2 separate regions of the Lactuca sativa genome follow, and region 2 is linked to region 1. A link is a contact called in public Hi-C data. All regions are on one chromosome and are shown on one strand. The core of a region is the stretch at or near the end of the contact, and the rest is flanking DNA. Distances in the headings are between cores, read along the strand shown.

What was found. A called contact is a pair of places that touch in the nucleus more often than the background predicts.
Region 2: a Hi-C map of leaf shows a contact between it and region 1, with 5 times the contacts expected there. The contact joins the promoter of LOC111886936 here to the promoter of LOC111886877 in region 1. A contact is called at or near these places in 4 of 4 Hi-C or Micro-C datasets (bud, leaf and seed).

The regions. Positions count from the first base shown.
Region 1 is chr6:5,092,685-5,099,031 of Lsat_Salinas_v11, forward strand. It overlaps LOC111886877 (oxysterol-binding protein-related protein 2B), which reads right to left and starts at 3,216. Exons shown (of 12, transcript XM_023883118.3): 1 at 2,908-3,216; 2 at 2,342-2,821; 3 at 916-1,275; 4 at 723-819; 5 at 279-649; 6 at 48-203. The coding sequence starts at 2,758.
Region 2 is chr6:5,432,219-5,438,565 of Lsat_Salinas_v11, forward strand. LOC111886936 (probable lipid phosphate phosphatase beta) reads right to left here and starts at 2,867. Exons shown (of 1, transcript XM_023883176.3): 1 at 1,926-2,867. The coding sequence starts at 2,795. The coding sequence ends at 2,124. It overlaps LOC111886895 (ATP-dependent DNA helicase PIF1-like), which reads right to left. Exons shown (of 1, transcript XM_023883136.1): 1 at 5,246-6,347. The coding sequence ends at 5,246.

The DNA of each region.
Region 1 (6,347 bases), core at 1,966-4,465:
AACATACCAAATGTATAAACAAGATTCAAGTAGGAAATACAACAAACCTTTTCAGAAAAGAATCGAACGCCTTTTTCAGGGTAATCAGCTTCATAAGTTTCCCCTAATAAAGGATTGAAAGGTTTACAATGTCTTCCTTCAGAAGAAGCATAACCAGAAACTGCAAATGCTGCAACATTCAAGAGTCTTTGAAGACTATTGCCCTAGGACAAAAACACAAGGACATTAATTTCCTATTTTCCACCACATTTTTAAATTTATAAAAAAATAAATTATACCTCTTTTCCATACTGATATGCACGATCAAGAAGGTAAGAGTATTCAAGATCTTCAAAACACTTTTGGAGAGATGAAATAGGCTCATTGAAATAAACAGGTAGACATACACGTGTAAGATCTTTTCCTACATTGTCTTTAATCATTGACCATAAACTTACACCTTTTTCTTTCTCAATTGGATCTGGAAGCTTCTTTCTTCTTTCAAATCTCAACTGTTTGCTGTTTCTTTCATCCATAAATTCAGATTCCTTTGCTATAATTTGTCCAGAAAAATGATCTTTTGTGTCAAAAAAGTAACTTTCTTCTTCCTCTGAACCTTCCTCAAGCTCTTGTTTTTCAACATCATCCGATGATTCAGTTGTACTCCATTCTGAATATTATCAAGGGTAAATATGACAATATGGTAATTAACTAAAAGTCACTGAATTAGAAAAATAACTTACCGCTGTATTTTCCACGTTGAATATCTGATAACTCGTGTTGTGTTAATTGATATTCGCCTTCAGGAACTCCAGAGGGTTCGGTTTCTAAATTAGCAGCCTGATAGATTAATGTAAATCAAGATTTCAAATTACAAATAAATTCAACATTTTTAACCCAAAATAAATAAATAAATAAGAATTGAAGAAAATTTACCTCGAGTTGCCTCAAGGTGTCGAGCAAACTGGAACGTTCTTCACAGAGAACTCTAACTTGGCCTTGAATTTCTGAAAATTCTGTGAGCATAATCTGCTCACAGTCTTTTACAAGTACTTCACTTGTACCTTCTTCAAGTAAACGTTGCTTTAACTTTTCAGTTGATAATGATATATCGGTTTGTACAATGGATATTTTGTCATTTAATCTTCTTAAAGAAAACAGATTTCTAGCAGAAGCCAAAGCTTCAATCCAAGCTACTCTTTCTTCCTTCAAACTAGTCCTCAAATGAAGTGTCTTTGTAGCAGTGAATATGTAAAAGCGTCTACTATCGGATCTGCTCTCTCGAAATGATGAGATCTGTAAAAAAGAAATATATATATATATATATATATATATATATATATATATATATATATATATATATATATATATATATATATATATATGTGAAAATTATCACATTGTGATTGGGTTTTGAAATCCGAAAAGAATAACGAAAGCAAAATAACAGAATAACAGAATCGAGATCATTAAGATGCAGGTTTTACACTAAAACAGAATACGACAGAATGATGAGAAAATTGGTGGAGAAGACAATGATTTCTTGGGAAAGAGTGTTCGACATGGATTTGAATTAAGATCGTCAGATAAAGTAAAAGAACACGACAGAAAAATGTGCAAACGGATCCTTTGTGTAGTCAACTCCAGCTTTAATTAAACAAAATAAAAAACTTATTTGGGGAAAAAGCTGTGATCTAGAACAAAATTCCAGTCGATGAACTTGGAAGAAATTGAAATTAAATTAGTGAAAAAAGCGTAATAGTGAAGAATTTATATGAACGTGTAGTCATAGTAAGAATAGTCAAATGAAAGAGACAGGGAAAAAGCTCACCACAAGACAAGATCCAGATGAAATGAGGGTATGAAATAGAAGGACAAAGCAAAAACACATCCAGATTTTGATCACATAAGCACAAAATGGGGTGCTAGTGTCACACTAATAGATAAAGGGGTAGGCCTGCTATACAGAAGGTAAACCCATTGGATTGGATAGCCACTTTGTGTGGCCCTCTTGACGTGACCCCAAGATCCAGTCCTTTAGTCCTTTTTATTTTGTTTCATATACCCATTTTGATAAATCATTCAGATTTCATGAGTAATCAAAATTCAAACTTATGTGTGAATGTAAATGTAATGTAGGTTTAAGTTGTGATCAATGGAGGTGAGCTCGGAAATCGAGAAAAATCGGAGTACGTTTTCTGGTTCAATTTATTGCAGTTTGAGGGAAGAAGTTTTTCACCTGAAGATTGGGAACATTTTCCTAGAACAAGAGGTTTAACAGTATTTTCTTTTTCTCTGAGAAAAAATTGTTAACCCTTATTTGTTTAATTTGAGTTTATCAATCAGTTGATGGATTGATTACCTTGAGATGAACGATTCCGACGGTTTTCTGATGCTTATTGCGTCTGGTGCCAGAACTATTAAGACGTTTGAGTCTTCCGGAAGATACATCGCCGATGAATCTAACGTCATCAGCGGCGATGAGGCTTTCTGGCCGGAGGATCTTCGAGTAGGAGAGGACGCCGTTCCGTAGAAGAAACCACCTGGATCTCCATCCTTTACCGTAGTTAGTCCATTTGTAGAGGACGCCGGCGAAGCTGCTACTTCCGGAGCCGGAATCAGATCCAGAAGAAGGCCATCCAATGGCATTGGGATCGGATCTCATGTCGGCAACAGAACAAGACCTCGACAACGTCGGCATCGGCTCCGGTGAGTTGTCTCCGATCGCTGAACTCTCCAGCGATATGCAACAGAGCGGATACATTTCCTTCACTCGCATTCCGTTAATCCGGAGAACTCCCGTGGCACAAAAAACCCCGTCAAAATCTGATCAAATCGCCATCTATACATCAACAAACACAAAATCGCAAATCAAAAAACTAATCACTTCATAAATCAATCAATACGCAAGACAACAGTCACGCATACATTAAACAAAACAATCTTGTAGATATACATACAGAGATGATGCAAGATTGCGGAGGAGATGCCACAAAACTTAGAGAGAGAAAGGATTGAAAGACAAATTCAAGTAAAAAAAGGAGGCTTTGGGTGTTATTACACCATTATTATAGTATTATAAATATATATGGATACAGAGAGGATGAATGGCAAAAGGGTCATTTCAAGAAGACCACCATGGAAGTAGAGTTTCGGTAGAACTATAAGTTTAGAAAAGAAGAGACTTCATTTTCTGTCAAACTCTCACCCAGATGAGAGAGAAACAGAGGTACATGCAGATACAATAGGTGAATATATATATATATATATATATATATATATATATATATATATATATATTATATATATATATATATATATATATATATATATATATATATATATATATATATATATAGATTGACGTGAGACGACTTAATTTTATAAAACCGTGAGACGCAATCGTACTCACTCATTTAGTAGATAAAAAAACCCTTTTAAATTGCAAAATAATAAAAAATTTACATATATTATTTTCGGAATTTATATTTTCAAAAAAAAAAAAAATTAAAATACATATTTTTACATATTCTAATAGAATATTAGAATATTCTATATATCTGACAAATTTAGTAGAATATTCTAACATTTAAAAATCATATTAAAATATTTACAGTGTAATATTCTATTAAAATATTTCATGTGTTTTACGAAAAAAAAACAGCAATTTTTTTTATTTTTTTATTTTTTTTAGATAATTAAAGATCCAAAAACAATAATTAAAAAAAATTGGATTTTTTCTTTTATTTTGCATTTTAAAATTATTTTAAGATTTGATCTCACGGTCTCATAAAATTAGCACGGTCTCAAATAAACCTGAACCATTATTATTATTATCATTATTATTATATATGTGTGTGTGGAAAACTTCAATAGATAAACCATTATTAATCTAAGTAACCAAACAAATCAATCCAAAACGTCGAAATTTAAAACGATCAACGATAAAAGGAAGGGTTGTACATTTTACAATGGACGCACATGCACCGGATTATAACAAAACCTTTTTTTTTGTTTAAAATTTTTTTTAGGCTATGTTTTTTATCGAAAAAAAAAATCGAGTATACCATTGTTCACAATTTTTCGTCCTCGTTCCAAAGAGATACATAATGATATATAAAAAACGAACTTTTTTTTCGAAAAAAAACTCACTTTATTTTCTTTATTGAAAAGTTAAGGTCTATTTTTTTATAGAAAAAAAATTAATAAAGATATCAAAATTCATGTTTTTTTTTGTAATTTTTTAAACATAATTTCATATTAATATTTTTAGTATATTTTTTATTTTTTTGATAAAAACTAACTTAAATATTAAAAAAACTAACAAAATGAAGTGTGTAATTTTCGAAAAAAATTATTTTTTATATATCAACATGGATCTTTATGGAAAGAGGATGAAAAATCGAAAACAACGGTATATTCAGTTTTTTTATAAAAAATGTGGCTTAAAAAAATTTAAGCGAAAAAAGAGGTGGATTTTTGGTAAGGAGATGGATTTTTTGGTATAATCTGATGTGTGCGTCCAACGTAAAAGTGTACATCTATTTATTTTGGGCGTTGATCATTATGATTTCCGACGCTCACGAATGGTTCATTGGTTCCTTGTAAATAAATAAATATAGATACTTTGTTCAAGAATTATAAACTAATTTATATAAATGAATTTAATATTTAAAATTTTTTATTTTGCTTCAAATTGAATTTCTTAATTATCTTTTTAAATTTAATTCTTCAAACTTTTGACAATTATTAATAAGTTATTTGTGCATAATTGATTTGTACAAAAAAAACTCTATAGTTTATTCATTTCGAAATTATAGACATGACTTTTATATATATATATATATATATATATATATATATATATATATATATATATATATATATATATATATATGGTTTAGGGAATATGTGGTTGTCATGTACCTAAGTTTATATATAGAACCCTCCAAACAATGTAATTTTGATTCATTTATATCTAGACTAATCATGATATCTCTTTTACTATTCTTCCTTAATCATGTGGCTTACTAAATCGATCAAATTTATGTTCTTTTTATTCATTGTGTCTAAGAACATTATCACACCCACGTGGCAATGACATGGACTTCTTTGATCTAGATGGCAATGACGTGGAATTGGCAAAGTGCAAGGTAGGATGGGTGTCATCGGGTGACCGCTTCAAGTTTTTAAAAAATGACCTTTTAAAACTTACAAAGACAAGTAGGTGCCCCCAAAATGCCAAAATAGCCACGAGAGACCATTTAAATCAATATACTAAAGTTTTTTTTGTTACAATGACAATAACCATTTTTAAAAAATTAAAAGGCTTTTATACCATTTACCCTTTTAAAGCCATCATTATATACATATTTCATTTACCCTTTAACGTCTCATTAGATACGTATTTCATTTACTAGTTTATAACACGTGCGAACCACGGTTATAAAATTAATTGAACTTTTATACTAAAAATTAATAATTATTAATCAATTATTTTAAATAAATTATTGATTAAGAGATATATCAGATTTTTAAAGTTATTATAACTTCAAATTTAACATATAATTTGAAAATATAAATTTGAATTTTGAAATGAGTTGCGTAATATATATACATGACACATGACATAATATTAATAAAGAGTTGTATTAGAATGACACTTAGCAAAAAGAGATTAAAACTATTCATTTATTAGAATAGGGATATATATATATATATATATATATATATATATATATATATATATATATATATATAAAACGGCAAATAGTTTTTTTGACGGATATATTCTTACCGGAAAATAATTATTAAACTTTATTATTAGTTATTATGAAATAAATAATTACCAATTTTATATAAAATATTTTTCTTTATAACTTATATTTATATTGTGTGTTTCTATTATTAATGTAAATTAATTAATATAGATATTTTGTCAAAGATTTATAAACTAATTTATATAAATGAATTTAATCTTTTAAAATTTTTATTTTGCTCCAAATTGAATTTCTTAATTATTTTTTTTAATTTAATTCTTCAAACTTTTGACAAATATTAATAAATTGTTTATGCATAGTTCTATAGTTTATACATTTTGAAATTCAAGACATGACTTATATATATATATATATATATATATATATATATATATATATATATATATATAATTGCAAAAATGGTCACTATGGTTGGCAAAATCAAGCATTTTGATCCAAAAGGTTTTGATGATGCATAGATGGTCCAAAAGTGAATATTTATACAAGTTTTGGTCCCTCTAGCTAATAATCGTTAGAATGGCATGTTAGAGGGCAAAACTGTAACGCCCAAAAATTTCAACCAATTTTAAACATTTTATTTCCTTCAAT
Region 2 (6,347 bases), core at 1,617-4,116, 340 kb after region 1:
TTCCTGCACATCTCTTTCAAAACTGTCAGTCTAAATTAACCTCTGAATCCCTCTGCCCATGTTATATCTACCATCAATCATGAATCAACATTGAGTTATTAAAATCACACAGAAAAAGTAGATTCATTTTCTTCTAAAAAATTTATATATATTTTTTTTTTAAATATATACATATATATATTTGGTCAAAATTTCCAGATGTGGTCCTCTTTTGCTGCAACCCAATAAAGTATAAGAAATGAGACTCATAATGATTCATTCACATTTCAAGATTTGATCAAATTTGACTAGTGAATGAATGTATTCCCATTTCAAGATTCTGACCAAGTTTGACCAAAATCAGTATTCAGTACTCCACTTTAAAAAAGACCCCTACCCATCTCTTGGATGCAAATGACACCAATTTCATCATATTTCCGAAATTACCCTTTTCACATTAAGAGCCACAACAAGAAAAGTCAGTTATAAAAACACAAGTAAAGACTTCATTTCTTTAAAAAAAACTTCTCACTGATAATAAGACTTAAAAAGTTAGAAATGTCTTTAATGCCCTTACCCCATATTACCATGTTAAAAATGTGCAGAAAATTAAATAAAAAAAAATCAGTGAAAATAGGTAGAGAGGTTAAGGGAATCCTATTTATGTGGGACATGTAGATTAAAGAAGCTTTATTCATTGTATGTAGGGCACAATGGTAAAAAATTTGAATTATGAAACTTTCTAAGATTTACAAATAACTATAGTATTATGTAACAACATAAAAGAAATTTGCATGTTTAATGGTGTATATATATATATATATATATATATATATATATATATATATATATATATATATATATATATAATAAATAAGGTTTTGCATATTTACTTCTGAAAATAAACATGTATATTGAATCTGAATGAATGGAGTGTGGTAATATGAGTCACATTAATGGCATAGAGTGGCATAACTGAAATAAAAATAGCATTATTGCATAAAATAAATTAATAAAAAGAGAATGAATGTGCAAAAGATAATAGATGATAAGAAAAGCCCCATCATATCAACTCCTATAAGTGGCAATCATATATAATAAAATTTACTTTTTTCACTACATAGAATTTTATAGACAAAGTACCTAAATACATGCTATTATAAAGCCTATACTGATAAAAGAGTGATATCTAAATAAATAAATTAATAAATAAACATCTTATAATTCCCAAAAGGGTACAGAAATTCAACTCAAGAGCAGCATATTTAAAGTAAATAGCTACAATTGTCAAATAGTTAACTGTTTATTGGCAAATCATAATCAGTAAACAGATTTCTAGTTACTTAAAGTAGTTGCTAACAATCAATGTCTAGATATAAATTTCTAAAGAGAAAATAATAATTTAGTAAAAAATGTGTGACACATCAACATGTAATTGGGCCATATTCTATAACTCAATCATTTACAGCTCAAAAGGCTAACAATTCTACATGGTGCATTCATATCAACATCATGGGAAGATCAAATAATGCAGAATGGCATCCACTAAGTAAGACTACAATGATAGGCCTTGAGAACCCATACTGCAAATGATTGCTAATTTATAATTGAAATATATTCAAGTACTTGTCTGCAGTTGGTTAGTGGTATAATGGTTTATTATAGAAATATGTCTAGATTGAGTTGAAAATTGATCAATAGCTGCTCAAAGTATTTACTGATAGATAATTTCATTATTACTGATGTGTAAGATTCCACTTTGATTCCTCATTAAAGATCATACACCATCTACTGCATCAATTCCTGAATGCAATAAGCAAATCTTTGAAAGAATGAAGATGGTTTAGCTTAATCTGAGGAAGAGTTTTTCTAAGAATGCAGTTTCCAAACATACACATTGAGCTGGTGAATTTGTAAATTTATCATCAGTATAAGAGATAGCAAGATCAACAGAACCTGAAGATGTTATTATCATCATGAAAGATTCAACAAATCACTCAACCAATTCAAATTAGTTCTAACTACAAATACTATACAACAATGAGATCTCTACAATTGTGTGATGAAAATGTAGCCAATACGATTCCAATGAATTCTCATATGAATTGTACACCATAAAAACTGAACAGAAATTAGATTTACCACTACAATTTCCTGGAAAGGATCGAGCTAAAAAACTCACAATTCAGGAAGTGAAAGACGAATGACGCATTAAGAACACCCAATCCAGCTCCCGCAGCAACATCAAACACGAAATGCCGTCCAAGCAAAACCCTAGAAACCGACGTAGCAGTAGCCCAGGCTATTACAAGCACGTTTAAACGCTTAACACTCTCAAATTCATCCAATCCTAACATGCCAGACTTCAATTGAAGGAAAATACTTGGGATTAAATCAGAGGAAAGATAAAACAAGGAAGCGGTGAAGCAAACTCTAGAAGCGTGGCCGCTGGGGAAAGACCAGTGGTCAACGGCGAAGGTGAGGAACATGTGTTTGTTATAGACAGGGCGGGGCCGGCGAACGATATGTTTGATGAGACCTATAAGAATAAGATCGAGCAGAGATCCGATAAGTAGGTTAACAAGTAAGGTCAGTAGTAGAGGAGAAGCGGATCGGAGAGGAGAGAGAAGGAGGGAAAGGAGGATAGGGAAGAAGAGACGGCCGTCGCCGGAGATTTCAAGAAGTTTGAGGAAGGGACGAGGCAGGATGGGTTGAGTGAGGTTGTAGAGAGTGAGGGAAACAGCTGTATCAAAGTTGACTAGGTGGCGGAGGAGCGATGTTGACGGTGGTGGTGGCGGCCGCGATGGTTTCTCCATGGCGGATTATTCCGATCGACCGTCTAGACAACAGTTGTTGTGTTAGTTGCGGTTGCCGGCAGATATTGGATTTTACATTTTAGCATAAACTACATTGGGCTATAAATTTGTAGGCCCATGAGCTTTTTAAGCCCATTAATCTCTACGTCAATCCAAATACTTTTTCAAAAACAAAATAAAAAATTTAAACTTGTTCATACAATTAAGAATTCATAAAGTCGCCAAGTTTATCAAACTTAACTTGTAAATAAACATATGGTCAAGCTTTCAAATACATATTTATAATGTCAAGATACAGAAATCAAGCTATAAAACTGAATACTACATATTAACATACTGTTTTAAAAAATAAATAAATAAATAAATTACAGTTTAAGTCCCTGTGGTTTACATGAATTCACATTTTTTGTTCAACCTTTAAAAAATGGATAAGACATGTCCTTGTGGTTTCCCAATCTTCCAGTTTTGGTCCTTGATCCATATAAATAAACTATATTGCATTTCCTAATTTCTTTACTCAATTATAAATTTTGATAACAAAAATAAAAATAATAAATATACACCACACCCGTCCACCCTCAACCTCACCCTCACTCCCTCCTTACCCCCACCACAACCGATCAAGTCCATCTCTCTTATTCACCATCGGAAACATCCTCGGAGCTTTAGTCTTCACCGTTGCTTCATCTCTTACCTTCACCGATCGACACCTCCATGAGAAAATCGTAGCACATTTATTCCAGTTCATCTACTCCATATGAGCAAAAGGAGATCCAATGGCAGTGATCATGGCTGGTGATTTAGTCCTCCTGCTCCTTTTGATTCATCGCCTTATGATTTCATAGATCCTCTGTCTCCTCTTTTAGTGTCTCAGCCTCTCTCCCTACGACGAACTGTAGACATGTCATCTCTCGCCAATTTCTATTTCTAACCCTAGTAACATACCAATTATGACAATTGGATCATCAACTCAAACTCACATCGTCCAAACTTAGAAAGTATCATATCCTCGACACTGTATCAGACATGTTCTCCATCGTCGTCATCCTACTCTTCATCGTGGTCCCCGCCCCCCACCCCATCTTGGTGACTTCGTTGCTTCCTACAGCAACCAAATGCTCATATGCTCCACAACGACCAATTTCAAACATTTACCAATATTATGATTTTATGTCAATTAGGAAGAAGAATGAAGAAATAAATATGAAGAATAAATGTGGGATAGAGCAACACTCTTGAACGGGGTGAAACAAAAACGAGGAAGGAAGAAGAAGGGGAGAGGGACAGTGAGGTTGGGGTAGAGGGTGAGGGGAGGTGGGTGGTTGGTGTATATTTTTTATTTTTTATGATATAAAAATTTATAAGTGAGTAAAAGAAAATATAAAAAGAAATTAGAAAGAGCAATATAGTCTATTTATATGGATTAAGGACCAAAACTGCAAGATTAGGAAACTATAGGGATATGTCTTGCCCATTTTTCCATGGTTGGACCAAAAGTGCGAATCCATGTAAACCGTAGGGACCAAAAGTGTAATTTACGCAAAAAAGAAAAAAAAAAGATTTCATTACAATACAAGGAAGAGATCATATGTTCTTACAACCAATTGAGGTTCCATATGTATCTTAGTAATCTCGATCTTGCTATGAGTCAGCATCTTTGAAAGACACAAAGAACTTTATGTAGTGACAGTGTGATACTGCGATCTTGCTATGGATCAGCATCTTTGAAGGTAAGTTATGTGCTCCATTAATATCTCAATGCCTTTAGTTTGATGGTCATGATTTTCATGTGACGGTGAAAGGATGACAATAACGTCATAGTTCCTTTTAAAATACGATTTGCTAGGTTATTTTTGTGGAGATGCTTATACATTAATATAGAAAAGATGATTATAGATTATATATATCAAGGTCTAATGAATCCTTAGTTATTATATAGTGGTGAGTCAATTAGAACTTAGGTGGATCTTAGGAGCCACCTAATTTTTAAAATTTGTTTATAGTTTATATAAACAAGGTCTAATGATTCCTTAGTTATTATATATTTGTGTGTGTGCGCGCTATAGGTAATAAATGACATCATATTTGGTAGCAAGAAGAAACCAACATCGTTTCCAAAAACAAAGTGATGCGGGGGATTCATTATAAATAACTGTTGTATCTTTCATATTTTAACACCATGACTTTGTTCACGTCAAGTTTTTGACCGGCTTACTCCAAATTTATGTTGGTTTTAGTAAATAAAAGGAATGACTTATTTGGATTCGGTGCGATTTTTCTTTATTTTAGACATTAGTTCGTATATAGGATTAGTGTTTTTGCACAAATAGTTTGCTACACATAAACAATTATCAATAAGAGTCATGCTACTAGAAACGAAATCAAAAATAATTAAAAATGAAAAGTTGTGATTCTTTAAAAATGAATATGAACACATGATTGGCTAGTCATTATTTATCATGCAACACTTCTTTATACACGACATTTGACGTATAGACTTCACTGCCATTGAATTGTTCATCGGGTTTCACCAATACTTTTGTAGTGGCACGTGATATCCCTCTGGATAATGCCACATAAAGTTGGCCATGCGAGAAAACCGATTCTGGAAGATAAATTCCTACATTTGGAATTGTTTGCCCCTGAGCTTTATTTATTGTCATTGCAAAACATAATCGAATTGGAAATTGCTTTCTCTTCAGCTTGAACGGGAACATGTCATCTTCAGAAGGACTTAGAGGAATCCTTGGCAAAAATACCCTCTTTCCAGCATGTTGACCAACAGCTATTTCGGCATCAATGACATTGTGCTGAAAACTTTTACATATCAATCGGGTGCCGTTACATAATCCATTTGACGGGTCGAGATTCCGTAACAGTATTATCGGGCATCCAACTTTCAGTCTTAAGTAATGAGGGGGCAAACCACTAACACTGAGCGTGTTCAAGAATTCCACAGGATAGAAGTTATTTATATCGTCCACGGCTTCATCAAAACTATAGTAAATTCGCTCTTCTCCATGGAATCGGCCGATCAAATAATCATTAATCTCATCGACACTATCATTTCTTGTGGATAATATTGCACGCGAAATTGTATAATCTGGTTCAGATCTGTTAATTTCAAAGGATGGAAAGATTGCATCAATCAAAGCATGCAATGACTTTTCTTTTTTAGTGAAGGGAATTACCATATCATCAGGGATGCGAATAAAGTTTCCGTGCACCGTTTCTTTAACTCCATCACCGACACGTAATAGAAAGTCTGAGAACCATGGATCGGTTAGTGCTCTCATATTTATAGTTAACCGCAACTTGGTAATCAAAGACCAAAGAGGTGACATCCGTATGCTAGAATCCACAGTCTGTGCTTGTGTTCCACGTTTGACGACCGGCAACACTTGTCTGAAATCACCTCCCAAAACCATTATCTTTCCACCAAATGGGAGCATCACCTCAGTGATATCTTTCATTGTACGGTCAACCGCCTCCAATGCATGTCTTTTAGCCATCGACGCTTCGTCCCAAATGATTACTTTTGCAGTCCGAAGT